Regions from separate parts of the Anas platyrhynchos genome. Here region 1 is linked to region 2. Evidence: chromatin contacts called from public Hi-C data. All regions are on one chromosome and are shown on one strand. The core of a region is the stretch at or near the end of the contact, and the rest is flanking DNA. Distances in the headings are between cores, read along the strand shown.

Evidence for each region. A called contact is a pair of places that touch in the nucleus more often than the background predicts.
Region 1: a contact with region 2 is called in a Hi-C map of small yellow follicle, with 2.6 times the contacts expected there. The contact joins two enhancer-like sites. A contact is called at or near these places in 2 of 8 Hi-C or Micro-C datasets (F5 follicle and small yellow follicle).

What each region holds. Positions count from the first base shown.
Region 1 is chr11:4,126,187-4,129,277 of IASCAAS_PekinDuck_T2T, reverse strand. All of the region lies in intron 1 of SEMA6D (semaphorin 6D), which reads right to left. Among named protein-coding and RNA genes, the nearest start is that of SEMA6D, 35 kb to the right of the region's middle. Within about 2 kb of position 1,292, at least 3 of the 8 cell types and tissues checked have an H3K27ac peak or open chromatin away from gene starts, as enhancers often do. A contact at or near this core is called in small yellow follicle, where this site is marked.
Region 2 is chr11:4,069,985-4,072,872 of IASCAAS_PekinDuck_T2T, reverse strand. No RefSeq gene overlaps it. Among named protein-coding and RNA genes, the nearest start is that of SEMA6D, 21 kb to the left of the region's middle. Within about 2 kb of position 1,597, at least 1 of the 8 cell types and tissues checked has an H3K27ac peak or open chromatin away from gene starts, as enhancers often do. A contact at or near this core is called in small yellow follicle, where this site is marked.

The DNA.
Region 1 (3,091 bases), core at 43-2,542, 57 kb before region 2:
GTGAAGTAGGGACAGAAGAATTCTTAGGTCTTTAATTTACTGCCTACTCCCTCATTACTTGTACTTCTTGCTTTCAGGAAATCAATGGTCATACTCTCTTGAACATTTTAGGTACCATAGCCATTTCAGTGTCTCAGATATCACTGAATCACGGAATGTTTGAGGTTAGAAGGCACCTCTGGAGGCCACCTGGTCCAGGCCCCTGCTTAAGCAGGGCCACCCCAAGCAGGCTGCCCAGGACCATGTCTTTTGACTGTCTTGAAGGATGAAGACTCCACAACCTCTCTGGGCAACCTGTGCCAGTGCTCAGTTACCCTCATAGTGACTTTGCATCTGCAGGTCTTAAAGCACTTCTTTAAGGCAGCTCTTCAGACTATTCATTCTATGTCATCATCCTGACTTCATTTTTAGTGTTCTGCAAGTGTTTGGCTCATCCATGAGTTCTAGTGGTAGATATTTCATACACACATCTGGACCTTTACAGAAAAGATAGAAGCTTCCCCTTTTATCCTACAGAAATTCAATGGCAGTACCCTCATTCAATAATGCATTTTCATTGACACTTCTACAATATTTTTTTTCTTCCAATCATATTTTCCTCCAGTGAAGTCCCCTTTAACAACATATTTGTTGTGTTTGTCTTATTTAAGCACACTACAAATTTCAGGTAAAAAATAGAATCACCTGATTTAGGGCAAACTGGCTTTTTAATAGAAAATGATCTGCATTTTTCTCCCAAACCAATTAACACCTAAAACCCTAACTTTTTTTCCTCAGTTATGTGCAAAGGGTATGATTGACTCTCCTTTAGTGGTTTTGGTATCTGATCAATCTGCCAAAAGTGTACCTTTGGACCTTCCTAGCTAACACGTTTTTCTGCTATATTCCCAGCTGCCTATACATTCAAATGTTCTTAATGTTAAATATACCGATATTATTTTTCTATTAACTTTGTATCTCTCAGATTACACTCCAATTTTAGTGTTTTAGTCACACAGATCATTAGATATGTTTCAGTAATGGAATTCAGTTTCGCCCCCTTTTACTGAGAATTAGAGTGTACATGTGCAAACAGCATGATCTGCTACACTAACCTGATATGTTAAAACAATCACAGACAAAATAACAACTATTTTTTGTTTTAGTTATTATTATTATTATTAAATGGTTCCTGAAAGTATATACCTTGCAGAGTAAAACAGAAATTTGGGAGAGATTATAATGTGTATTGTATTATATACGGGGTGTTATCATACTTGGAGAGCATGAATGTGAGCTCTGGTTTCTGTACAGCCTTTGCATCCATAAAAACACTTCCTGCTGGCAGACATACCAATATTTTTTCACAATCTTTCAAAATCTGTTGCAGTCCAGCTGCTGTAAACGCGACTTGTACTTTTAAAAAGTGCATCACAAGGTTGTCCACTTTCAGAAAGGAGGTGATTCAATTGCTGGGTGCATTTCTACCACAAGCAAAGAATGCTATCTGGCAAGAAAGAGTAAAGGTAGAAAATGAAGTCTGTAGAAGAAAAAAGCCAGACAGACCAAAAAGGAATTGCATTCTTCATGCAAGAGAACACAATGTATTATATGTTACTGTGGTGGTTTTACTCAGGTGGGCAGCCGAGCTCCACCACAACCGCTCTCTCACTCCCCCTCTCCTCAAAGAGGAAGGGAGAGAAAATACAACACAGAGAACTCGAGGTTTGAGATGAGAAAGGTTTAATTAAAGGGAAAGGGAATGGGGAGGAAAAAAAGAAACAAAAGAAACAATCAGTCCGCGTGGAAGCACAGAGAGAAGGAAAAAAATTATTCTCTACTTCCCATCAACGAGCGATGTTCAGCCACGTCCTGGAAAGTAGGGCCTCAAAACACGTAGTGGTTGTTCAGGAGGAACAGCCCCCTACCCCACGAGAGCCCCCCTTTTTATTGTTGAGTGTGACATCAGGTGTTATGGAATATCCCTTTGGTTGGTTTAGGTCAGCTGCCCTGGCAGTGTCCCCTCCCCATCACTTGCCCACCCCCAGCCTGCTGGCTCCTGGGGGCTTGGAGGGAGTCCTGATGCTGTGCCAGCACTACACAGCAATAGACACAACACTGGAGTGATATCAGTTCTGTTCCAGCCACGAGTGCAGAGCACAGCACTGTGTGGGCTACTGCAGGGAAAAGGTGACTCCAGCTCAGACAGACCCAACACAGTTACTCTTCCATCTATCCTGTTAGAGGAATGTAAGTATACCAAAGCAACCAACACTTCTGATAATTTCATAAAGCTTGCATGTTAAATCATTAAACTAAAGATCATTTACTTTCTCTGAAATGGTAAGCAACATTTTTTCCTGTTCATTCAAGCAATAGTTAATAAAATATTAATAAACAACTCGTAAATGGTTAAACGTGCTGAATGATTGAACTTTTACATAGTTTCTTTCTCGGTTTCTAATATAGGTACAGAAAGATTTCTATAAAGTAAACACTACATTTGGAACACATGATTGCATGTGGCTTTTGCACAAAACCAAATGCAATTATGTCAAGAATTAGATTGCATAGCATAGTTTATATTCCCACTTCCTAACCTTTAACCCTTCTAAGTGGGCTATAGGGTTTTCTTTCTTGCTATATATATCATTGTATGCAAAACACTTCCCTGAAATGCTGGACAGTTACATTCGATTACCTGTAATGTTATATTTCCAAATTATGAAGCAATACTGTGATTTGCTATTTTTTTCATGTCAGCATTTTTTAATAAAATCAAAAGTGACCAGTAACAGATTTCAAATAATTTGCAGATTTTCTAAATGTGGGATTAAGTTTCATTTTAGTATAGATTTTCTTGCCTCACTACATTTTTGTGAAAATGTGGGCGCATTGTGTTTGTTAGAGCAATCAGAGTTAAATTAAAAGTCTCTTCAGATCCTCTTGGGAATTCAAGTCTTCCCAAACCTTACTTCAGGGAAAAGCTTGGGTGGTATATAGGTATTCAATATGTTAGGAAGGACAGGGATCCATGGCTTGCTGCAGCCTAGAACTTCATTACCATCTATCATCAACCAAAGATGTACTCACACATTTAATCTGATTTGCC
Region 2 (2,888 bases), core at 348-2,847:
GTAACCTTTGCCTGCACAGAGCTGGAACACCTCCCGATTGTGTTGTCATTAAGTGAATTATTTTACTTTTTCTGGTTTTGGTACCTGAAACATTTGGTCATAAATATATTGGAAAGACAGATGTTCCTTATGGAGTGACTGTGTCAGCTTGAATTTGACAGAACAAGCCAATGTAAGCTATTTGCTCTCCTGAACTGGAAAGAAAATAAAAAATCCTCAGTAAGCTATCAAACATAGCACAGCATCTACACATCTAAACACAACGGCCTATAATTTCTCAGTGAATGCCAGATGTGGAACAACGTAGGCAGTGCTAAAATCTACCTGTGACTTTCTAATGAAGCTCTCATTACTGCAGCCTCAAGTTTTTGATTAGCCAAGAGTTTCTAAAATTTACTATCATGTGAAGGGAACGTGATCTGGTATAATACCATCTAATCAGCTATTTCACAGGCTGATTTAGAAAGCCATGGTAGGAGATTTTGAAACAAACTTGATTTGGTAGCCTACTTGAAACATAGATTTTGAAATTAATGATGACAAAGCAAAAGCTGGTATTTTTAAATACTTTGTGGTCCACGTAGCACAAGCCACCATGTTTGCTATAACCCTTGTTCAGATTTCAGGAGTAGACAGGCCATGCTGCACTGAGCTGAGAGGAGTTTCTGGCACCCCTCCTGCTGCACAGCTGGCATTCTGTTCAGCTCTCTGCCACACAATGCAGTCACAGTCCCCTCATTGGACATGCTGCCCAATTTAAGCCTGAACTGCACCTGCCTTTGCCATGGGCACACTACTTTGGCTTACAGAAAAATTACATTGAGTCCTGTGGTGACAGAAGTGGGAATATGCAAGGGGAAAAAAAAAATCATGTTTCTTACACATAGAAAGCAAATGACCCTGGTACATGTGAGGAATATCAGCAGGACAGTCTGAGTAAGCAGATGTCGCTATTTATTTGCAAAACAGATTCGTCAGGAAGCCAGGCTGCCCTCCTGCTGCCCAGTAATATGCCTGAGCTTCACCTTCCTGATAACCCAGCAGTGAGAGAGAGATTTCAGCTTCATGCTTACATGCTCCTTTTCAACCTCTGCTTCTTTGTTGCAGTTGCCAAGAAAAGGACCTGTCTGGTAGCACTTAGCAGGATTTCCTGTCAAATTTTCATATCCATTAGATACCAGAAGAAGACCAAAATCTGCTTGAAAGTCATTACATGCAAAAGACCGGTCATCTGTAAAGGACCTGCATCAGATTTTCACCAGTGACCCAGGACCAAAAACCCTTCAGCTATGTAGCCCACTCTCTGGGGCTTACAGAGGTTAGATGAAAGTCATTTTGCAGTTGTTTTTAGTGGTGGCCTAAGAACCTCCAGCAACTTCAGTGAGGGCAAGGCCAAGAGCAAGGGCTTCTGAGGACCCTACTTGAAATGCGCACAAATTGAGATGTGTTCCCCTCACAGCACATAGGATTTATCATAGCTTCCCCACAAAGCTACTGTCATGTGCTTGCAGGCTTTTTGGCTAGGTATGCAGCTGACCCTAATTGTTTATCACTATTTCGAGATTAGCGGGGAAAAAGTGCTGTTTAGACTATCCTATTAGCAAGCTAATCAAAAAAGAGCACAGGCTATAAGCACACTGGTGTTCATCAAGGAGGAGCACTTTGCCATACCTAATGCCTCATTTTGGGGGGCAGGGTGTATAAATACACTACTACATCAATGGTGAATCAATTGATGTAGAAATTAGACGTCATGTACATCAACTTGGCCTTTATTGCTTTTCCAATATAGCTCATCTTATGCTCTCTTCATTACCATTAAATAATACTTGGGAAGTAGAGCTATTTTGCAGTCTCTCTATTTAAAAAGTGGACTTCTATTTCACAGATTTTTATTAATTTTATTTTTTTGTTCTTGACAAGACAGCCAAGAACACCTATCTGTGTTTGTTACTTTAGGTAGTAAAGCATTTAGGGAAACAAATGCAGAAGATGCTGCTTTAATCAAAACTGATAGCACTGAAATCCTGAGACAACACTTGCAGGATGCTGACAGAGCTCCTCCAAATCCTTTGGCAGCTCTGCATCCAGACTAAGTGGCAATGACTGTGGATAATAACGAGGTGTTTCTGAAAGGTTTCTGATGGAACTGTCAATGCCTACATGCCTCGTCTTTACTGAGGTAGCTGTTCCCCGATTTCAAATGGAGCATGTGTGCTTGTGTGTGCCGAGGGATGGGGGAGACCTTTTCATTGCTTCCAGGCAGACAGGAAATGGTGTCCTTTTCTGTGAGACAAGGATAACAGCTGTCATGAGCCTGGCCACTGTGCCTTGCCATCCTCTCCAGTATGTAGGCAGGTGTCCTGTTGGTGTGAGTTTTCTGCCCTAAACACACCTCTTTATCATATAGTTGGTCTTCTCTGGTACAGAGCAGGCCTAGACTGTCCAGATATGTCAGACATGCAACACATTGTCTGCTTTTTACCTCAGAAGCTCTGTTGCACAATTATATATAACATCCTCAGGATCCCTAAGTCAACCCAAGCACATTTCTGTGATGGCCCATAAAGAGGCTGTGGCAGAAACACATGACTTTGGCACTGTGTGCAGAACCAGGGAGTGCTAAAGCACAAAGTGCTGAGAGATTCGGATAATCTTGAAAAGAGTCTCCTTGCTTCTAAGCAGCATTACTGAAAGCAAAGACGCACTCCCCCTTGGGACCAACAGACCCTGTGCTGTGCTGTGGTGGAGGGAGAAAAGCTTGTCACAGGCTGGGCACTGAACTCTGCTGACATGACTCCAGGGCCACAATACGGATTTAGAGCATCAATTCTGGGGTACCTGTGCAAGCCAGAAGAGCTCGGAAAAGCATCCAGCTCTTCAGTGCC